7 separate regions of the Mus musculus genome follow, and regions 1, 2, 3, 4, 5 and 7 are each linked to region 6. The links are chromatin contacts, called in public Micro-C and promoter capture Hi-C maps. All regions are on one chromosome and are shown on one strand. Each heading gives the region's core, a stretch centred on a gene start, on an enhancer-like site or on the middle of the called end of the contact. The rest is flanking DNA. Distances are from core to core; before and after follow the strand shown. Region 1 holds the start of Fam89a (family with sequence similarity 89, member A). Region 2 holds the start of 2310022B05Rik (RIKEN cDNA 2310022B05 gene). Region 3 holds the start of Trim67 (tripartite motif-containing 67). Region 4 holds the start of Arv1 (ARV1 homolog, fatty acid homeostasis modulator). Region 5 holds the start of Pgbd5 (piggyBac transposable element derived 5). Region 6 holds the start of Rab4a (RAB4A, member RAS oncogene family). Region 7 overlaps Ttc13 (tetratricopeptide repeat domain 13).

What was found. Promoter capture Hi-C pulls out the DNA fragments that hold promoters and counts their contacts. A called contact is a pair of places that touch in the nucleus more often than the background predicts. Capture Hi-C pulls out chosen DNA fragments and counts their contacts.
Region 1: a contact with region 6 is called in a promoter capture Hi-C map of liver, with 2.2 times the contacts expected there. The contact joins the promoter of Fam89a here to the promoter of Rab4a in region 6. A contact is called at or near these places in 3 of 39 promoter capture datasets (liver and neural stem cells) and 1 of 9 other capture datasets (embryonic stem cells).
Region 2: a promoter capture Hi-C map of liver shows a contact between it and region 6, with 3 times the contacts expected there. The contact joins the promoter of 2310022B05Rik here to the promoter of Rab4a in region 6. A contact is called at or near these places in 5 of 39 promoter capture datasets (cranial neural crest, hippocampal neurons, liver and 1 more), 1 of 15 datasets of contacts at CTCF or cohesin (embryonic stem cells) and 1 of 484 Hi-C or Micro-C datasets (embryonic stem cells).
Region 3: a Micro-C map of embryonic stem cells shows a contact between it and region 6, with 3 times the contacts expected there. The contact joins the promoter of Trim67 here to the promoter of Rab4a in region 6. A contact is called at or near these places in 1 of 39 promoter capture datasets (pre-B cells), 1 of 484 Hi-C or Micro-C datasets (embryonic stem cells) and 1 of 115 datasets of contacts at active chromatin or transcription factors (embryonic stem cells).
Region 4: a contact with region 6 is called in a promoter capture Hi-C map of neural stem cells. The contact joins the promoter of Arv1 here to the promoter of Rab4a in region 6. A contact is called at or near these places in 5 of 39 promoter capture datasets (3T3-L1-derived adipocytes, hippocampal neurons, liver and 1 more), 1 of 115 datasets of contacts at active chromatin or transcription factors (embryonic forebrain) and 1 of 9 other capture datasets (embryonic stem cells).
Region 5: a promoter capture Hi-C map of liver shows a contact between it and region 6. The contact joins the promoter of Pgbd5 here to the promoter of Rab4a in region 6. A contact is called at or near these places in 9 of 39 promoter capture datasets (the 3T3-L1 cell line, the C10 cell line, cranial neural crest and 5 more), 4 of 115 datasets of contacts at active chromatin or transcription factors (bone marrow-derived macrophages, embryonic forebrain, embryonic stem cells and 1 more) and 2 of 9 other capture datasets (embryonic stem cells and liver).
Region 7: a promoter capture Hi-C map of the C10 cell line shows a contact between it and region 6, with 3 times the contacts expected there. The contact joins the enhancer-like site here to the promoter of Rab4a in region 6. A contact is called at or near these places in 2 of 39 promoter capture datasets (the C10 cell line and pre-B cells), 1 of 15 datasets of contacts at CTCF or cohesin (embryonic stem cells) and 1 of 484 Hi-C or Micro-C datasets (embryonic stem cells).

What each region holds. Positions count from the first base shown.
Region 1 is chr8:124,750,321-124,753,391 of GRCm38.p6, reverse strand. It overlaps Fam89a (family with sequence similarity 89, member A), which reads left to right and starts at 1,526. Exons shown (of 2, transcript NM_001081120.2): 1 at 1,526-1,852. The coding sequence starts at 1,583.
Region 2 is chr8:124,662,002-124,664,872 of GRCm38.p6, reverse strand. It overlaps 2310022B05Rik (RIKEN cDNA 2310022B05 gene), which reads left to right and starts at 1,504. Exons shown (of 4, transcript NM_175149.4): 1 at 1,504-2,025. The coding sequence starts at 1,690.
Region 3 is chr8:124,791,294-124,794,488 of GRCm38.p6, reverse strand. Trim67 (tripartite motif-containing 67) reads right to left here and starts at 1,470. Exons shown (of 10, transcript NM_198632.2): 1 at 1-1,470. The coding sequence starts at 588. It overlaps Gm46059 (a long non-coding RNA gene), which reads left to right and starts at 2,102. Exons shown (of 3, transcript XR_001778718.2): 1 at 2,102-3,185.
Region 4 is chr8:124,720,771-124,723,562 of GRCm38.p6, reverse strand. It overlaps Arv1 (ARV1 homolog, fatty acid homeostasis modulator), which reads right to left and starts at 1,397. Exons shown (of 6, transcript NM_001368372.1): 1 at 1,221-1,397. The coding sequence starts at 1,379. Ttc13 (tetratricopeptide repeat domain 13) reads left to right here and starts at 1,591. Exons shown (of 23, transcript NM_001373939.1): 1 at 1,591-1,826. The coding sequence starts at 1,601.
Region 5 is chr8:124,432,415-124,435,315 of GRCm38.p6, reverse strand. Pgbd5 (piggyBac transposable element derived 5) reads left to right here and starts at 1,380. Exons shown (of 7, transcript NM_171824.2): 1 at 1,380-1,517.
Region 6 is chr8:123,804,567-123,807,722 of GRCm38.p6, reverse strand. It overlaps Rab4a (RAB4A, member RAS oncogene family), which reads right to left and starts at 1,727. Exons shown (of 8, transcript NM_009003.3): 1 at 1,557-1,727. The coding sequence starts at 1,587.
Region 7 is chr8:124,680,193-124,682,967 of GRCm38.p6, reverse strand. It overlaps Ttc13 (tetratricopeptide repeat domain 13), which reads left to right. Exons shown (of 23, transcript NM_001373939.1): 15 at 809-901. Among named protein-coding and RNA genes, the nearest start is that of Gm46058, 6.9 kb to the left of the region's middle. Within about 2 kb of position 1,312, at least 29 of the 459 cell types and tissues checked have an H3K27ac peak or open chromatin away from gene starts, as enhancers often do.

The DNA of each region.
Region 1 (3,071 bases), core at 277-2,776, 950 kb before region 6:
AATTCAGGCCAGGTTGTGAAAGGCAGGTCTGTTTCCTCCCCTCCCCTCCCTTCTTCCCTTCCTCCCACACAGACAATCTCAGACTCCCCAATTGCTTAACAGGTAGATGATGAAGGATGGCCTAGGGTTTGGGAAGGTGGCTGGATAATTACTGAAGGTGAGACACTGGATTACTGGGAAAATACTGGGCAGGTAGGTAGGTGGTCTCCTGGGTGCCCCTCGGATCTCACTGTCTGGCTGGATTCAACACTAACTTCTCAGATTGATTTTCGGGGTGGGTTCCACGCACAGCAGAAGAAAGCCCCCAAAGCAAGAGGGCACATTTATAGAAGGTATCTGAACTACCTGAAACATGTTCCTGCTGGATTAATTCAGAGTCATTCAGTCCCTTTATAGTTAGACTGAGTAGCCATTGGCATCGAAGTTCTTGATATTGACTCTAGGTTTCTCTGCTATTGGCCAGACTTCTGTTTCCTCATCTTGAATCTGAGCCGGTTACCTTTTGCTAAGGTTTGAGTCTTCCTGGAAGGGCGAATTCTCTCCCTGATCCATCTCTCTTCTCTTCAGGGTGTACTTTTACTCAGTTTTGCTGAAGTTGGTGAAGTCCCGAGATTCAACGTCTTTCTCTAACTCCCTGAGATTTCACTTAAAAAAATTCCACCTACTTATTTTAGTGTGTGCACACGCGCGTGTGTGCACATGTCATGAATGGAGCGTTTGAGTCACTACTTGCAGGAGACGGTTTTCTCTTTCCACCAGGTGGGGCAGAGTCCTTATTCCCTGTTTTAGATAGGGCTGAAAGACAAGTTGGTTCGTTTCTTTAAAAGAGTGAGCAAAGTGTGGCTGGCGCTCTCCTTGGCTGCTGAAGTTCGGGGAAAACCTTGACGCTCACAGAGGAGGCAAGCTAGGCCTCGTGAATGAGTACTGTGTGCGGTTCTGGCTGCTGCCAGCACCTGCGATCATCACGCCCACGCTAGGGCGCAGGCAGCACGGGGTGGGGTCGGTGCGGGGACTGGACCCCTTGGTAGATAAAAGTGGTTTCAGTGGCTGGTCAGAGTGAAGCCAGAGAGACCAAAATCATCCAGCCAGAAGCGTGGACAGGGAAGGGAGTAAGAGCCCATCTGGAGTGGAGGACGGAAGACCGCTGGGGCCAGGGGTGCAGAATGGCTGGTAGGATGGGCCTGAGGCTGGAGGTGAGGCTGAGAGAATAGCGGAGGTGACCAGCTGGAGGTGGGGTGCACAGGACTGGAGGTGGGACACAGTGAGGTGGAGACCCGCTGGTGGTGTGGCGAAAAAGGGAGGGGACTTGCACGTAGGGTTCACAGAGCTAAGACTTAAGGTGTCCCCGAGGGCTAGTCCGGAGCGCAGATGAGTGGAGGTCGAGATGGAGGCCAGGGGGCCCTGCAGGGCGTCGCCTCACTGCAGCAGCACAGAGCCGAGGAGAGGGGCGGGTCCCGAGAGGGGCGGAGACCAAAGGGCCGGGCAGCGGGCGGAACTCGGGCGGGCGGGAAGTGGGTGGGGACCCGTCGGGTTCCAGGGACCTAGGCTAAGCTGCGCGCGCGTGTGTCGGCGCCCCAACGAGATGAGCGGAACCGGGTCCGCCGGCATGGCCCGGGGGCTGCGCGTGGACGGGCTGCCACCGCTACCCAAAAGCCTGAGCGGGCTGCTGCACTCGGCGGCGGGAGGCGCGGCGGGTGGCTGGCGGCACCTGGAGCGGCTGTACGCTCAGAAGTCGCGCATCCAGGACGAGCTGAACCGAGGGGGCGCGGGCGGCGGCGGGGCGCGGGCGGCCGGGATGCGGACCAAGCCCCCCAACCTGGACGCCGCGCTGGCGCTGTTGCGCAAGGAGATGGTAAGGACTAGGCGCCGTGAGTCCCGTCGTGGGACACTCTCTTTTGGTCCCTGAAAGCCCGGACTCCCCTCTAGGGCTTCCCACGGCTTCACATCACCTCCGGCAGGGCAGCTTCAGATGCTGGGGTTCTCCCGGGCCAGGTCAGGGCGCGGCGAGGTTCGCCTGCCGGGTCTCAGGAGAACAGGCTTCCTGTGCGCCTGCGGGTCAGTGTGAACAACAGATGGGTGGCCGGGCCCCTCCCCGGCCGCCCTCCAGGAATCCGATTACCGGCGCGGAAGCGGTACTCGGCCGGGTGAAGTCCTTATGTCTGGTCACAAACAATGGGTTTAGTTTTTTTCTCCCTCCTGCGAAGTGGAGTAGGTGTTCCTGCACCAGGACGCACGATTCAGGGTGATGCCAGGGCAGAGATTTGGGCCGCAGGGAGCTCTTTCCCAGGTTGCTTCCTGTGGCTAGCCAGGTAGGGAAAGACCCACGCAACCCACCCATCCAAGTTCTTTCCCCTAGACTAAGATCTTCTACCCTGAGCCTAATACATCTAGCGAATTGCATTTGCTTAGATAAATCCATACTTAGTGTGTTTACAGCCTAATCATGAATGGCTGAGTGAAATAAAGAGACTGGCCCCCCAAGTGTTTGAGGTATTTTTTTTTTCTTGCATAAGACGCAAGGCGCATGGTGACTCTTGGTTGTGAAGCTCTGCTTTATAAACATGCTAGGGAGGCTTGGGAGCCCAGCTACATTCCCGAAGGTATTTCCCAGGTCCCTCCTGCTATGACTAAGGTACAGAACCTTATAATTATGCCTTGGGCGGTAGCTCCGGAGCTCAGCTATAGGAAATGAGCTGCTGTCACTCTGCCTGATAACAATGTTAAAGGTAGGGTTTGGCTACAGGCCCTGACAGGCCTTCTCAGAAAACCATCACGAGGCTCTTCCGTCTGTCTGGTAGCTAGCTGTTCAAGAGACTTACTGTCCTGGGGGAATGGTGAGGTTTCCGAGACAGTTCACATCTCGCTTAAAAATAGTCGTTCATTCCAGAGCCTTCTGCAGAATGTCTGTGTCGATCTATTTAATTTGAGGGCCAGAGGTCAAATCTGTGGTGGGGATATAATTCATGTCGGGACAGAATGTGACAAGTGCCAGAGAAAGGGACAAAGCACAGAAAGAGGGCGTGTCCCCCAATACAGTGGGGACTTCTCTATGGAGTCAGGGAGGTGGGAAG
Region 2 (2,871 bases), core at 255-2,754, 860 kb before region 6:
CCCCAACATGGCCTCTGCATCAGCTCCTGCCTCCAAGTTCCTGCCCTGTGGGAGTTCCTATCCTGACTTCCTTTGGTGATGAACAGCGATTGGGAAGTGTAAACTGAATGAACCCTCTACTCCACAACTTGCTTTTTGCTCATGGTGTTTTGTTGTAGCAATGGAAACCATAACTAAGACAGTGGTGATATATTTTATTAGAGCCTGACACATTTGTGACATTCCATTTATATCAGGGAATTCAAGTTATTTCTGCACTTGCCTTTAGTGTTAGACAAGGGCTACTTTAGAGACAACTAAGCCACGGTTGGTATTTAGTTGCTTTTCAGAATAGGACACCATGCTTACCTGAGACCTGTTAGTCTTGTGAAAATCAGGGAGTGGGATGGGGCCACAAACATCCCACAGCCCTGTCTTAAACTTTAATCGTGTGGTCTCAGCAGCAAGCCTGACCCCTTTGGGGATACATCTGCTTCCCTGTGGGAACTTTCCATCCTCTTCAGTTTGTTTGTAGTCAGCAAACCTCCCGGAGTTCTTATGATTTCTGAGATTCCAGGATTAGCTTGGCCATTTTTGGAAGTTTAAGCTTTTGGGTTGTCCCCTCACTTAAACTGATGGAATACAGGCTCCTTACGCTGACCAGCGTCTGCTGCTGACTAGAGTTCTTTAATTCCTGCTTAGGATTTTTTTTTAAAGAGTGATTTTTAAAGACAGAGTCCTGAGATTTAATAGACTGGTGTGTGTGTGTCTGTGTGTGTGTGTGTGTGTGTGTGTGTGTGTGTGTGTGTGTACTGCTGCCTCACAGTGGCAAGCATCAGAAAGCAAGGGCTTTGAGGGTTTGAAGAGGCCTTGGTGTGTAGCTCTTCTGAGAGGGGGTACTTCGCTCACACTGCATGCTTTTAGCAGGGGTCTTTCTTTCTGTGGGGATAATGGTACCATATAACCCAGGTTGGCCTTGAATTTGCCGTGAGTCTCCCGCCTAGGCCAAAACAGTGCTAGTATCCCACGCTGATGCTTCCATGCCAGGCTTAGAAGAAGTTCCACGGGCGGGAATCCAACCTCCTGGTTGACAACTGGTGGGTCAGTGCCCTAGCCTAGCCCCCGGCTCAGTGTGGTGGATCGCCCAGCGAACAGAGCGCAAACCTGAAAAAGCAATGAATGCCTGAGAGCGCAAAGGAGAGAGGATGATTGAAAGCCAGGTTGGGCACGTGCAGGAGGAAGTTTCCTTTGTCATCAGTGCCACGTGGCGCCATGGCGGTCTTCGCCCTGAGTTAACCCCTGTGGTCATCTCCAATCTCGGCGGCGCTTGTATGGGGGACTCTGTAGCAGCCCCAGAGATGCCCTAGGGTCCCGGAAAGCGTCCTATGGAGGAGAAATTGAAGGGCCATAACAGGAGGAGCTCGGGGGCGGGGCTCCAGTGGGGGCGGGGCTCCAGATGGAGGCGGGGCTTCAAGTGCCGACCGGGCTCAGGGACGATTAGTGGTCCCGACCGGTACCAGATGGGGCGTAGGCGGCCCGTACGAAGGGTGTCCCGGGAAGGTCTGGGGGCGGTGCTCAGCCAGGGGCGGAGGAGGAGGGCTCAGCGGGTGGGGTAGGGACGGCGCTCCGGGAGGAGACGGAGGCGGAGCCCCGGGGCGGGGCGCGGGCGGACCGGGAGGCGGCGCTCCGACCGGGACGCGCGGGCCGGGTATGGCGTCGATGGCGGCGGCGATCGCGGCCTCGCGTTCGGCCGTCATGAGCGGGAACCGGCCGCTGGACGACCGGGAGCGGAAGCGCTTCACCTACTTCTCATCGCTGAGCCCCATGGCCAGGAAGATCATGCAGGACAAGGAGAAGATCCGGGAGAAGTACGGGCCCGAGTGGGCGCGGCTGCCGCCCGCGCAGCAGGACGAAATCATCGACCGCTGCCTGGTGGGGCCTCGCGCCCCGGCGGCCGCCGCCGATGCGGGGGACGTGCGGGACCCGGCGCGCTTCCCTGGCCTGCGCGGGCCCACGGGCCAGAAGCTGGTGCGCTTCGGCGACGAGGTGGGTGCGGCGGGACGGGCCACCCAGGGCGGAGTGGCCGGCGAGGGGGAGTTCAGAAATCTCCCGGAGAAGGGACCTTTAAAGACAAAGTGGGAACAGTAGAGAGGAAACCAGCGAGCCTGGATGAGTGTACGACGTACAGCCTCAGTTTTCTGATGTGAAACAGGAAAAATGTCTATAGTTCCTGATCACTCAGTGGCCGGCATGTGTTAAGTATAAGGACCTCAGTGGGGAAGGTGGGACTGCCAGGCACCGCTGCCCTGGGGTACGTCCCTGGTAGACTACAATGGAGAGAGTGTGTTTGGGTTTGACATGTGAGCCCCGGTTCCCACCCAAACACAGAGTAAGTTTAGATGCCTCCAGCAAGCCTGATTATCTAGCCTGGGCTCTAGACACTGGGGGAAGAGAAAATAACTACTTAGAATTGCTCCCGGCTGACCTTGCTCTTGAGGCCCAGGAGTCTGCACTATTCAGAAACCTGGTGGTTTACCAAGAGATGGTTTCCCTGAAGCCCTTTGTGCCACCAGAGTATGGACTTGGTACCTCAGGGACTCAACTTTGTTTTGGAGGACAAAATCGGTAGCAGCTAGAGTTCTGAACGTCCATTTAGGTGGAGGCAGGGAGGAGAAGCTAGGAGAGTTTTGTTGTTGTTGTTGCTGCTGTTGTTTTTCTGTTGGAGAAGTTGTGCCAGGCGGAGGGAATACCAGTTAAGGATGAGATTTCAATCAGGTTTTTTCAGGCCAGGTATCCGTCAGTGTTTGTTACTACAGAACGCTTGTGGTCACGAACCCACTTTCCTGCCAGGGAATTGTGAAGGCAGAGAGCTAGCTATCCGCCAACACTGCC
Region 3 (3,195 bases), core at 221-2,720, 990 kb before region 6:
TGCAGCCGCCCCCGGAACAACCCCACGGCCCTGCTGGTACCGCTGCACAATGCCCTCCAGTAGCCGGTTGCGCTGGAAGCCTCGCAGGCCGCGGTGATCCAAGGAGGCGCTGCGGTGGCACTGCGGGCAGGTGATGGAGCTGGAGGACGAGCAGAGCGAGGAGCAGGCGGCGCCTCGGGCCGCGGCGGCCGAAGAGCCCGGGGGCGCAGGCACCATGGGCAGCACGCGGACTCCATTGGGGGACTTGAGGCTGGGGGTGTAGGAGCCATAGCCGCTGTCAGTCTCGCTGTACAAGCTCAGCTTGTCCGCGTGGTCTCCGCCACCGGTCGCCCCGCCGCCTAGGCCTCCGGCTGTGTTAGCTCCCGCGCCTCCGCTGGTCGCGCCGGCGGCTGCGTCCTGATCCGGAGGGGTTGCGGCGGCGGCGGCACCTCGCGAAAGAAGGAGCGGCGGGGGCAGGTGCTGCTCGCCGTCCGGGGTCTGAACCGCGATAGTGCGGGCGCACGGCAAGCAGACATTGTGAGAGCAGGGCAGGATGATGGGTTCCCGGAACAGGGATCCGCACACTGGGCACTTCAGCTCCTCCTCCATCGCCGCGCCCGCGGCCAGAGCCGCTCGGGACCAGCCAAGAATGGTCAAGGCTCCGAAGACAAGCGCAGCTGGGCTGGCGATGTCAGCGCTCTTGAGTCAGGAGGCGGGGGTATTTCACGGGCATGCTGTCTTCACCCGAGGGTGGCACGCCCCCTCTCTGTCCTCAGGCCACCGCCCTAAGACGCTTGGCCGCCAGAGAAAGGAGGGGTCCTCACCTCCTGAAGGCGAGGCTCCCTCACCGGAGGCAGCCGTCTGAAGGTGGCGGGGAGCCCTCGCGGTGGCCTCCGAGGTTGTCCAGGTGTTGAATAGGCAGCAGTAGCGCCGTCCGGGGTACCTCGTGCCTCCACTCCACGAAGGACCAGTGACCCGCTGCTGTGAGCCAGCAAGGCTACTGAGCCCGACTCCGCAGCGCCGCTGCCCCGAGTCTTCTTTCTGCGAGCGCCCCGCCCCTACCCAGCTCTTGGCCAGTGCCCGAGTGGCGGGGCCAGGGCTGGTTCAGCACCACCAGACGGCGGACAGCGCCCGCGAGAGGATGGGCCCGGAGTCCGCGCCCGTCCCCCCTCCCGCGCGCATCCTCCGCCAGGCTGCTGTGCAGCCGCGGCCACCTCGGCATCCCCCGGCCCGGAGACCGTCGCCGTACCGCTGCTCGGGCCGCTGCTCTCTGAGCTGCCTCCTCGTAGGCCGGTATTGAGCAGCGTCCCAGGCTGGCCTCGCCGGCTCCGGTTCCTGCAGCGCCCCTGACCTTGGCCGCGCCACGCTGCAGCGGCGGGTGGGGGGCGAGCACCCGCTGGCTCGGGAATCCCCCTCCCGGCCCCACCGCCTCCCGCGCCCGCCCGCCCGCCGTGCCGCGCGCCCAGGAGTTGTAATTTCCAGAGCGAGAGTAACGGGGCGGGGGGCGGGGAGCCAGGCGTCAGCTCAGCGAATGAGGGCTCGCCTCTCGCGGCTGGCAGTCAGGGGCGGGTCGGAGGGCTTCGTGGGGAGGATCATTGTGGAGAACTGCTCCGTTACGGATGGAGACTGCACGGTGAATTAGCACGGCGCCCCGCCCAGCTTGCCAGAGCAACCCTGGCCAGCTCCCGCCCTGCCCACTCCTCGCCACCATGAAAGCGTAAACAGCGGTCCCTAAAAGGCCAGTCGCTTGAAAAAGGCCTCGCAACACAGCGCGACAGTCGGTTCCTAAATCTATTTCCTCCCCGCAAAAAGCTTTCAAGGCACAAAATGTCGGACAGCCTCGCGCCAAAGGGCGAGGTTTGATTTATGCATCTTTTTACAAGCCTTTTTTTTTTTTTTTTTTTGTCTCCTTGGTTCTACTGGGGCTAGTCGTGGAAGATGAGGGCCGGAGGACTTGGCGAGGACACGGTGAAGGTTGCCAAATACAACCTCCCCAGGCTGCTCGCGAGTGCGGAGAGGCGGGAGGCAGCGAGCAGGTGTTCTCTTTATGAATGGGAGCTTCCTGCAACGTCGCCGCCCGCGCGCCTGGCTGCCGTCTGCCCGCTGTTCTGCGCTGGGTAGTGCCGGCTGCCCAGAGAAAGGAAGTACGCGCTGGGCATAGAGCTAAGGGCGAGCCCTGGAAGGGAAGAGCGCGTGGAGCGAAATGCGCACCACGCGGCCCTCTCTTCCTGTGCGATTCAAGCTGGCTTGGAACAGACAAGGAAATTGTCGATTTAGAAAGGATGTGTCAGTCAGCGTGCTGGCTCGTGCTTGTAATTCTAGCACTTGGGAGGCCTAGGCAGAAGGATTGCTATGAGTTCAAGGCCAGCTTGGGCTACATAGTAATTTCCAAGCTAGTCTGGGTGTTACATAGTAAGACTCTGCTGAACTGAAACAAACAAAAAAAAAAAAACAGCAACCGTGGCGCAGACTCCTGCTGAAGGAATGCAGGGCCCCAGCCACTGTCAGCATTTGGAAAGATAGCAGGAGGAGAGAAATGAAGCCACAGACTAATGAGGCAGCTGCCTTGGCCTGGCTCTGTGCCTAAGGGATAGAACCTCTGGTGGAAGGGAGGTCACCAGGAAAGCCATTGCAAAGCACCCCAGTGAAGCCCATATCTTTACAGGACTTCCGGGGTCCTGCAGCTTGCTTCCACCTGTCCAGTCTGGAAAATACTATAACAATATATATATGTGTCCGTGCCAAATTGTTACAGTAAATGCTCTGGACTACTTTCTATGCATCTCAGTTCAGCTGAATGGCTTACAGAAGTCTGGCTCCATGTTTAAGGGTAGGCTCCTGCTAAACCGGACATCCCAATTAGCCCTGCTTCAGGAAGCAGTGCTGCACGGTGGGGGTGGGGGTGGGTATGGAGGCGGCAACTGTCCTAATCCACTCTCTGTAGATGAAGCTTCAGTCACCTGGTCCTGCCAGCAATACACTGAAAAAAAGAAATTCTTCAGAAAGTCACTATTGATCCTAAGGTCTAGGAGAGTCACAACTTGGGTTATTGAAAGCTCTTCAAGAAGCTGGAAGGTGGTGGTGCACGCCTTTAATCCAAGCACTCAGGAGTCAGAGGCAGGTGAATCTCTGAGTTAGAGGCCAGCCTGGTCTACAGAGCGAGTTCCAGGAGAACCAGGGTATACAGAGAAACCCTGTATCAATAAGTAAGTAAGT
Region 4 (2,792 bases), core at 148-2,647, 920 kb before region 6:
GATGCACCATTAGTGCCAAGAGAAACTGTTAAAATGGCAAGTCCCTCTCTGTCTTTTAAAAGCTAGCTAAATCCCACTTCTGGACAGTATCCCAAATGTCAGGACAAGGAGGCAGACAAATTTGGAAGCAGGAGGGGAAAGACCAGCATCAGGAAACACAAAACTCCTCCTATTCCTTCGGTATCACTTATCAGCCAGATGTTCGTGCTGTAGATGCGACAGGACAAGAGCTCTCCTTCCCCAGAACTTCATGGGCTCCAAGAAGCTAATCACCTGGAGCCACTCACAATCCTCTAACCTCAGGGACCTGACAGTTTAGAAGGCTAAGACAGCATGCCATCTTGCCATCTGAAGACTGTTACAATGAGAGGCAGTGACCTCTACCCAAAGAACCTCCTTCTACTACCCTGTGTCCATCCATCCTCACATAGGGAGCACGCTGACTTCCTCCATCAGTGGACCTGATGAATCAGTGAGTCCTTTCCCACCAGAACTCTCTCCACTGCTTCCTCCTGCCTTCACTTAAGAGTATAAAGAGGAAACACACAGAGAGACATTCATTCTCTCCCTCCCTCTCTTTCTGTTCTGGACCTCCTGCCTCCATCTCCCAATTGCAGGGATTACAGGCGTGGTGCTGGAGCCGGAATCTAAGGCTGCCCTACATGGCGAGCAACATCCCCGGCCGTGGTAAATGCTTTCCATTTCGGTTAAATTGTTGTATTATTTACTATTAAATTGACAAGTACCCCGATAAGACACAGTTTTCTTCTAAGAACTCTCTACAGTACCAGACCTCAAATACTGCTTCCATCTCCTCAGGATCAACAAGAGAATGACACGCTTCCTGCTACAATTCCTATTTCCTTAGTGAATCACATCTCTCTCCATCACTCGTTTATTCGCTTGAGACACACACTCTCTCTCTCTCTCTCTCTCTCTCTCTCTCGCGGCAATCGAGGCTGGAGTCCAACTCGTGATTCTCCTCCTGCCTGGCATGCGAGTGGAGTGCTGGAGTCATAGAAATGCGCCACCACTCCTGGGTGCCACAAGTCTTAGAACATCTATGGCCTAGGCAGTCTTCAAGCACATCCTTGCTTTCTCTTTCACACCATCACAAGGACCACTCCTCCCCCACGTGCTCAAGCTCCCAGGCCTCGCCCCGGACCACAGCAAGTTCGGATCCGCCTTCCTAGCCGCGCCCCGCCCCCCGGCGCGCTCACGCAGATGGTTATCTTGAGCACGCCGTGGCTGTAGTCCCGGTACAGCTCCTGAGCCTCTCGGTTGCACTCGATACAACGATACAGGCAAGAGGAAGAAGTCGCCGCTGCGCCTTCCGTGCCTTTCCCGGACCGCGTCCCCCTACGCCCGCCGGTCCCCATGGCCACTCTAGGGCTCCTGCTTCCGGCCGCTGGCGGAAGACGCCTGGACTGGCCTTGGGAGGGGCACCCAAGGGCTTACTGGGACTTGTAGTCCAAGCGCTGAATGAGTGCTTGAGGCTAACAGGGCGAGGACTACAACTCCCAGCGGGTACTGCGGCTGCGCGCCGCGCCCACCTGCCCGCGGCGGGCAGAGCAGGGCCGCGCCTGCGCCGTGCGGGAAGATGGCACCTGCCGGCTGCGGCTGCGGCTGCTCGGGCAGCTTGGGTGCTGCGGTGGTGCGGCCGCTGCTCCTGCTGCTGGGGGCGCTGGCCTGCGCGCGGGCCACCGAGCACTACTCTCCGCTGTCCTTGCTGAAGCAGGAGCTTCAGCACCGGCAGCAGCAGGAGGCCCCGGCGGGCGGCGGCTGTCCGCAGTCGGGGGACTGGGCGGACCAGTACCCGGAGTGCGGTGAGTGGGCCGAGCCGCCCTCTCCCTGGGCCGCCCCTGCCCAGCGTGGAAGCATCTGGGAAGTGGGGGCACCGGGGATGGGCTCAGGTGGGCGGCGGGGATAAGGACCTGCCTGGAGGGTGCCTGCTGGCGTGCACGGGCCAGGAAGTCAGACTTCTTTCTGCTTGCTCCGGTAGGTGATTTGCCCGATCCCCACCTCAGGAATCCAATCTTGAGAGGTGCAAGCAGGTTGGATTTGCGGGGTGACATGAGCACTGACCCGTGCTCCTCAGATGTACCCCCAACGGTAGAGAGAGAGCTTCAGGCCTGATTCCTGCGTGCATTCCAGCTGCTCAGGCTCATTCATTGGTCAGGCTCTGGGCAAAATGCACATGCTCTTTCTGTTTTGAGTTGTACAGTGGGCGTTTTTACCCATCAGTACCCTCTCCACTCTCCCTTCCCCTCAGTGGGTGTCCCTCCGACTTGCCGTGGGGAAGGTCTGGGTCTTCTATACCTAGTAGCAGCTGGCTGATAATGCCTTTTAAAACATCCCACCAATGTTCAGCACCATATGCCTACCCAAACACTACCTAGTTTCTTAGCTGAGATGCAGTCTCAAGATTAGTGCAATCTGACTTCCTTTGAGCACCATCTGACTTCTTGGAATGGCTTTTGGACTTATTTTGTGTCTTGGCTTTGCCTCCCAACACTGTTGCAGCTGATGTGGCCAGCATTCCTTAGTGAATCGAATGACCATTGTTAATGTCACCTCCTGATTCAGGGCAGGGGGTTACCTGTCTGTGAACTTGTCTGTAAATAGGAGACTCCGTTTACTTGACTATGAGGTTTTGTTTTTGAGAAAGGGTCTCTCTGAGCCCAGGCTGGCCTTGAACTTGCATTTACCACGATCCTTCTCTACAAACCCTCCAAGTTGGGCTTACAAGTGTGAGCTTCCATGCTCAACTTTACAGACAGATTTTGTCTTAA
Region 5 (2,901 bases), core at 131-2,630, 630 kb before region 6:
CATTTACTACACCCAATAGGGGTCTCAAGCCCTTCACATCTACTTGGATTTATTTTATGTCGGAGTGAAAGTGACTTTATGACCCAGTTACCATTAATGTGACTTATTGCATTATGTTTGAGAGGAGGAGGAGGAGAGAAGACATTCTGATGAGGGGAGGTCGGCCAGCCGGCCTCATGCTTTGCCCCCAGAAGAGAGGAGACAGACTCTGCTCCATTGTTAGATCTCTGAAACCCTGGCGACCAGCTGTTTGTTTCCTGATCATATAATCCTCTTCCAGATGTGCGTTGTCTTAGGCCTGTGCAAGTGATACCAGGGCGCAGGTGGTGATAGTTCTCATGGAAGCAATTTTGAGTTCAGAAGATGTGAGCATCAAAGGACTGTGAGAAATGACGAGCCACCTCATTCCAGTGTTGCGGTCCTTACATGACAGTTGTTGGAGGAGAGACTGTTTTAGTGTCTGACCCAGGTTCCCAAAAGAGCAAGGTTCGGGGAAGCTAGAAGGGCAACCTGAAATTCACAGGAGTGCTGGGCGCAGCCTCGGCTGGCCGCCCACCTGGAGCGTGTCCGCAGAGTGAATTTCAGAACCGCTGGGCGGACAGCTCCTCGGAGCCGGGCGCGGCTGCGCAAGGGGCGGGCCAAAGAGCACGGAGCACCGGGACCCGCCTCCCTCCCCACGCCGGCGAGCGGCTATGAGCTTATGGGCGGGGCTCCTCGCGACTGACTGCCCTAGCGTCACGCCCCGAGGAGGCAGGGCGACCTGCTATCCCCGCCCCCGCGAGGCCGGCGCTCTCTATTGGCCAGCAGCTGAAGGTGCTGGAGGCGGGCCCGGTCCACGGCTCGCGCCCGGGAAGGTCGGCGGCGCAACGCGGTTGCCGCGGGGAGGGTGCGCGGGGACGCGACGGGGCCGGGCGCGGCGGAGACGCAGCGGGTGGGGGCGGCGGCGGCTCTGGGCAGCGGCTGAGTCTCTTCCCGCCGCGGCCGCAGCCAGCGGCGCCCGAGCTCCAAGGCGCATCCCGGGCGCGCGGCCCGAGCGGCCAAGACGGCGGGCCGGCCGGGCGCGGGGCGGCGCGCGCTGTGCTGCGGGCTGCGCTGGTGGGGAGCCACGGGCCGCGGCGGGGGTCCCGGGCCCGGCGTGTGCGGCTGGGAGGCGCTGTGGGGTGTGGGCGCGCGGGCGGCGGCCGGGGCTATGGCCGAGGGCGGTGGGGGCTCACGGAGGAGGGCTCCGGCGCTGCTGGAGGCAGCCCGTGCACGCTACGAGAGCCTGCACATCTCGGACGACGTGTTCGGCGAGTCGGGCCCGGACAGCGGCGGGAACCCCTTTTACAGCACCTCCGCAGCCTCACGCTCCTCCTCGGCCGCCTCCTCGGACGATGAGCGTGAGCGCCCCGCGCCTCCGGGGACCGCCCCGCCATCCTACGCCGCGGATCCCTTGGAACTCGAGGAGGACGAGACCGGTGGGGGCTGGAGCGCCGTGCTGAGGGATCGCCCGTCCCCGCGCTTCGAGGACACCGGTGGTGAGGATCGACCGGGGACACTGGGGTGCAGGGACACACAGGGCGCGGTCTGAAGGCTGGAGCACGGGCCAGACTGGTTCCAGACACACCCGACCTGCACCTGTGTGTTTCTGGAAACAGCTGGTTTGGGGAGCAGGGATTAAACAGAGAGGGTCCTACTGCACAGGATGGTGGTCCCAGGTTTCTCGTGGGTGGAGACCAAGCCAGCAGCACTTTGCCAGAGGCTTTCGGTCGTCTGGCAGTGTCACACCTGTGGGGTCAGTAAAGTATGGCTCTTTTGGTGGAGGGGATCCAAACGCCTGGCACGGCTGAGGCTGAGTCCTTTGCAGTACGCAGGATCTAGGTGTCAGGGGTCAGGCCAGTCGCAGCTGAAGCACATAGAGAGCCCAGAGCCAGAGCATATCAGCATCTTCACTGCTCTCTGTTTTCCCGAGAAACTTCCTGTGGTGCCAGTCGATCTCTAGCTGAGCACCGGAAGGAGCCAAGGGTGATTCCACTGCGTTAGGGAGTGTTAGTCCGAGTTACTTTCAAGGTGTGTAGACCAGACTCAGATTATCCGGAGGCGACTGGAGTTGAGCACAGCCACCCTGCTACTCTGAGCCCTCAGCTGTTGGCTTCTGCAGAGTCTAAAATAGTGCTGCTTTGCAGCAGCTTGGTCAGCTTCTGCTTTCTGAGATGTGGAAACTGCTTTCCCATATGATCCTCAGTGCTGCTGTTCAGGCTCCATGGCTTCCTAGCAGCCAGATGTTACACCATATATTCTGTGAAGTGCACACAACCAGTGTGAATGGGCACCAAGGAGTGCCCCTTTGCATAGTCTCTCTCTCTCTCTCTCTCTCTCTCTCTCTCTCTCTCTCTCTCTGTGTGTGTGTGTGTGTGTGTCACTCACACACACACACACACACTTTGGGCAGTGTACATGACACTATAGCTATTGTTCCTCAAGATTGCAGGTGCACAGGAGGTAGGCTCCAGGGCCTGGGTATGGAAACGTAGCTGCAGGGAGCTGGCAATGGGAAAGGTTGGCCCAGCCCTGGAGGGAGTGTTCTGCAACCTTGCCAGGCTGCGGTGTGGATGGGCAAAGTTGCATCTGGATTGGAGGGTTACCATCACCATGCAAGGTTCTAAGTGGGTACATTTTAAAACCCAACCATTTGGCTGTGGTTTATGGTACTCTAAATTGTCCTCCTATATGCCACCCTTCATTTCCCAGTGTGCCTTAAAGGCCTCCTGCCCTGGACAGCTGCTTTCCATATTGGATGTTGGGATTGTACCAGCCTGGTGCCCTGGTTTGTCAGTCTTCGTGCTGTGAGCCTTTGTGATCCTGTGTTGATCTTGCAGCACTTAAGATGCCTACTGTAGATGTCTACAGAGGAGAATTCGG
Region 6 (3,156 bases), core at 478-2,977:
CTGACAAAGCCAGTCACCCCCTGGAGAGTACCTTAAACTTACAGGGGCAGGCATTATGCTTCATGGCCACAGGAAGAGATGATTGCTGGTACCAGGAGAGAGTGGACCAGGCTGCTGTGTGCCTCATGACACACTTTCCAGCGTCCCACCCTCTCAAACTCCAAAGTTCTTCAACTGAGTCCTCACCCTTTGGATGCCCGGATGCCCGGATGCCCAATCCACACTCCCAGGCCTACATCCCAGGTCTGCCTGTCCACTTGCCCCTCTCTAACCCATCTAGGTCAGCTCTTTCTCACACAGCCATGCTGAATCCTTCAGAACCTGCTGCCTGGTTTTTAATTGTTTATCCATTAAGGTCACAGCTGAATTTAAAAATCCACTCCTCGTTGGACCGCAAACTCTTGGGGAAGTTTCCATGGCACTCGTACACCGAGTAGAGCCTTCCAGGCCAGACCCTGGCCCCACCCTGTGGCAGGAAGGAAGCAGGGGCACAAACTGCAGATAACCTGACAGATCGTCATGCTTTTCCGTGCGAGTCCCTCCTTCGGACGACGAGCACAGACCACGTCAAAGTTTCAAGTCTCGTGAGGGACTGGCAGGCACAGGCCAACCATACATAGTAGTGGTTGTTTATTCTTGCCTCGACTGGGGGAGGGGGAGCACCCAGCACGTGCATTGAGAATGGCTGGGTGCTGCAGGAGAAAAAAAGATGAAAAAATCATGTCTCCATATCCAAGGCCTGTGGTCATCAGAGGACCATATATTTGTATTTATAAAGGTAATATAATGCAACCATATCTGGAGGGGAGGACGGGAGGAGAGAGGGAGGGAGGGAAAATACACGAGGCCAGGGGTCTACAGAAAAGAGACAGCATTCATCCACTTAAAACTCATTATAATCTCAATGCAAAGAAAGGAATTCCAACACCCCCACCCCACCCTCCCGAGGCCCACAACCCTGCCCCTAGAGACACAAAACGCAGGCGTGGCCCTGAGCCTTCATCCCTGCGGTTGGTGCTGCAGGGAGGAGGACAAGAATCGACGACAAATTGGCTCCTGCAACCCTGAGAGATTTAAACAATCCAAGGAGGAAAATGTAGAGTGAAACCAGGGTCAAAGCGGGAGGGAACTTGGTAGAATCACAGCAGGGGGCACCTGCTGGCCAGAGAGTCCAGACCAGCGCCTGATACCCCTAGAGCCTCAAGATTCCAGCCTAGCCTGAAACACCCAGACATTCTCAAGTTCCAGCTCGACCTTGACACCCCAAGAATATCAGGATCCCTCCCAGCCGCTGACACTTTAGGATTCTCAGTGTCTCCACCTGGCTCCTAACACCCAGATTCTCAGGATCCCAGCTGCTGACATTACTAGGATCCCAAGCCAACCCTAAACCACCCAAGACTCTAAATATCTCTGCCTGGTTCCTGACACCGCGAGGTTTGCAGGATATCTCGATATTCTAGACACCGGCTCTGGAGACCCTGACCCCGGCCCCCAACATTCCGGGACCCCAAGGCCTGCCCCTCTAAACACGTACGCAAACCCGCGCGTCTTACCGTAAGTCTCGGACATGGCGGTCTGCGCCATTCTGCCGCCACAGCTCCGCGGGGTCCGTCCTCCAGTCTCCGCAGAGCGAGAGGAACCGAGCGTGGAGAGCCGGGAACGGGCCCACGGCGAGCCGGCCACCGGCTGCGGCCCAGCGGGACTCGGCTCCGCGTCTGCGCACCGCCGCCCGGCGAAGGAGCCCGGCGGAGCAGGGGGAGGGGCGGGGTCGCAGGAGGAAGGAGGAGCGGGGCTGGGGAAGGGGAGGAGGGAGGGCAAGAGAAATGGTTGGAGGCTCCTAGTTGGAGGAGGAGGTGAAGGCAAAGGAGGATGAAGGAGGGGACCAGGAAGGAGGGAGGGCGGGACTAGGGAGGGGGCGCCTGCGCCCGTAGATCCTCCCAGATGGCTTAGCAGTACAGACTCAGCCTTTCTTAAGAGTGACCTGCCAGGCTAGGGTGGACAGGAGGCCGCCCGAGGGCTTGTTTTGACAGAAAGGGGGTTCACTAGCAGAAAGCCACGCAGGTGTGTTTGGTCACCAGAACTCTCCTGCTCACCACGTTAGTGGGCAGAGCAGTGCTGCTTGGCTCTTACTGCAGGCTAATTTCGAAGGTGTGTTCGGTTAATGAAGCAATACAGGTCAGAACCTACCCCTTCCTCCGAGGAAAAGGGTTGGGACATTTATTGAAAGGCAAATTGGGGTCGGGAGTTTGACCCACCTGAGCAAACCGGGGCCTAAGTAAGATCCTGCCTTCTTCACAGCAGCAGATGCCTGGGCTGTGGGAAGCCTACCGTGTACCTTTAACCTCCGCTGTCAGGCTCTACCACGGGTCAGACATTCTCTCCTGCCTCCGTGCTGCCTGTCCTAATATTTCATTATTGTGCTTTATGACAGAAAATTAAGGAGATGTGGGAAGGGAAAGAAGCCCCCGCCCCCATCCCGTAATCTTGTTGAAGTCTCTTGCTGGCACAGCATGCAAAGTTTGCTGTTGAGATTGTCTACCATCGTGTCGCTTGCCTATAATCCCAGCATTCAGGAGGCATAGGCAGGGTTGTTTCAAGTTGAAGGCCTATCTGGGCTACACAGCAAGGAGGGAAAACAAAGATGATAGAGACACAACTCAAAAAAATATATAAGTAAATATATTTTAAAATAACAGGAGTGACTGCCTGAATAATTCATTTGATATAGAGATATTTCATATACGAATGTGAAAATAGCCCAGCAGTGGTAGTGCAAGTCTTTGATCCCAGCACTGGGGAGGCAGAGGCAGGTGGACCTCTGTGAGTTCGAGGCTAGCCTGATCTAGCCTGTCTCCAAAAAAAAAAAACAAAAGGAAAAAAAAAAAAGAAAGAATGTTAAAATAGGAAGGAACTGCGCTGAAGGCCTGAGAGTGTGCGACCTTTGAGCTCAGCTTTCTTTCCCAGATGCAAATCTGTAATGTTCTGAGTCACCCACAAACACGATTACATTCAAAGCACATGCATGGTAGCACGGGCCTTTAACTCCAGATCTCAGAAGGCAAGAGACAAGCAGAGCTGAGTTCGAGGCCAGTCTGGACTGCATTCTGAGTTCTAGGCAAGCCAAGATTGCATTGTGAGACCCTGTCTCATACA
Region 7 (2,775 bases), core at 63-2,562, 880 kb before region 6:
TGGGCCAGCAAAAAGTTGACAATTCAGTGAGGAGTGCGGCAGGGTCTCAGGAGAGAAGATCTCTTCCCAAGTGTTACATACAGCTCTTGGAACAAAAGACTCAAAGGAATAGTTCTCGCATGCCTTTAATTCCCTGCATGGCTTTATATACAGTTCTGGGGGTGATTCAGGGTTTGACAGCAGGCACCTCTCATTGGCTTGGACTGAGAGTTTGGGGGGAACCTTATTTGCATGTGGGAAGGCTTGGTGCTATTCCTAAGTGGCTGATAGCTATGCCTCTTCTGTGGGGGTTGTGGGGGCGGTAACTCCAACAGGAGCCAGGATCACTCCCGGGTCCCAGGGTTCAAGATCTAGCCTGGACTGGAAACCAGGCTGTCTGCGCGTCACCTGTTGCCGCACACCCTATAAGTTAAGATACTGAGTTATTTCCCGCTAAAGCTTGCCATAAATCACTGTTGCCTTTATTCTTCAGAACACACTCAACTCCTGCTGCTCAGGAAATAAAAGCGAGGGTTGCCAGGTTTCTAAGCCACCAGTTAGCCCTCTCTGGAACCACCATTACAGCTGTTTCCTTGGTTGACTCTAACATCCCACCAAGTTGACAGTTTAGACGAACCGTTACAGCTCACCAGCCTTTGCTGGCCTCTCGCCTGGTGTGGCCACACTGTGCACTGGGATGGCCTGTGTGCTCTTTTTCACAAGTCGGAGCCAGTCGGGCTCCTCCCTCACTTTTACAGAGACCCATCTTTGGTTTATCCTGGAAGCTGTGGGTAAGGCCGCAGCACTCCTCATGAGCTCTGCTCCACAGGATCGCTGATCCGGACCAGCCTGTCCTGTGGCTGGATCAGATGCCAGCTCCAAGTCTCAGCAGAGGGTTCAATAACCACATCAACTTAATCAGGTAGGGGCCTGTGTGCTTTCTTGTGTTTGCGTAGGAGTGGAGCAGTGTGAGGGGCCCTGGTGGCCTTGGCGGGGAACACACCCAGGGTAGCTGTGCACCCACAAGTATCTTTCCTGCTGGTCCACTGGCACAAAGTGCTTGCCGTGCACCTGCACAGGTAGAGCCCTGCCCGCTCAAGGGTGGACTCTCGAAGGATGGAGGGTGTCAGTTTTCAAGAAGTCGTCAAACAGCAGAGAAATCGATCAGATGGGGAATTCCGTATTTGCCTAGGTTGCTCGTGAGCCTGCTGTGGCCAGGACCACCAGGGAGGTCGCTCCCTGATGGGAGCTTCTGTCTTATCCTGAGCCCTGCAGTCAGGCACTGGGTGGATGCCTGCCCTTTCATCCTTTATGGGCTTAGCTACCCTGACAACAGGCGTAAACACATCCTGAAGAGCTCACTTCAGGGATGCTCGAAGTGTTTGCCTGCCATTTAGTGAACATGACTTTAGATGAATTTGGCGGATGTGGTACTGAGTCATATCTAAAATATTTCTAGCTCTAGGAGCCTAGATCAAGAAACTGTTGCTCCATCTAACATGTGACATTTAAATTTAGGTTTTAGTATAAAAGTCTTTTTTAGACTTAACCTTTTTAATTTCTAGAAATTATGTTTATTTTCCCTTTGTTACTGGCTCCTTTCAGTTCCCCATGGAATGATTTGTGGCACTTTTACCTAGATTTGGTCACATGCTGTAACTGAGGCCACTGTGTACCTGCTTATGTTCTTGCTGAATGGTACTTGAGTCACAGACCCATGTCATGACTTGATGGAGTGCAGAGAAGTAAGGGACACCCGGTGTATCCAGGGGCCAAACCTGAACTGTCTCGGACAGACAGTGGGCCGTGCACCAACCCACTGGTGAATCCCTCCTGACTAGGAAGCTGTGACGCATCCCTTGTAGCTGCCAGCCACTGCATCCCAGGAAGTCTCAGGAACTGAGGCCCGAGACATAGGTAGAAGCCAGAATGGTGAGCCACGCCTGGGTGGTGAGCCGAAGAACAGCAAGACAGATGGACATGACGAAGGTCGCTGTAGCAACAGATGAATGAACAGATTTGTGAGGGGGCAGCAGGTGGGGAGCAAGTGTAGAGATGCAGACCCCTGCAGGGGGTTAGAAGAGAGCTGCAGACACTCTGAGGTGCTGACAGAAAAGCATCAGAGGCATCCATTATTCTGCTTCTAGCTGAGGCCACAGTTGTCCCAGTCAGTCTAAGAGTAGTAGGAGAAAAAGCGAGAAGCTGGAAACTGAAGTGCCCTGTCAGGGAGAGAAGTCCTCCTTGCATCATGACCTTGATGTGAGGGAGCTGTCAGAAGCAGGGAGTGGTGTTTCCTAGGGTAGACGGACTTCGACTCAGCTGTTGCTAGACGCGAACACCTTCAAGAGAGGGGAAGAAGAAAACAAACAAACAAAACAAAAAACGGAATGGGCATGTGAGGAGTATAGTGTCTCCAGAGGGTAGAGGGAAGGAGGACTGCTAAAAGGCCCGAGAGGCACCCTCAGACAGGCAGGCATGCACACAGAGAGCCTGCCGTGTACAGAGAGCTTGGCGTGTCCAGAGCCTGGTGTGTCCTTACGCAGGCACACACAAGTGCCAGGCATGTCCAATACGCAGGTGCACCCAGAGAGCCAGGCACATTCAATAGGCAGGCGCGCACCCAGAGAACCAGGCGCGCCACTCATGGTAGTCGCCATCAGGTCTGAACTCCTGAAGCTAAGGATTTTCCTTCCTCTGTGGCCTGTCAGGAGCTACGTCTTTTCTGGACACTTTCTGCCAGGACAGATTCCAAGAGCCCAAGCTTTCTGCTGAGATGGGAGTCGCTACTCCCACAGT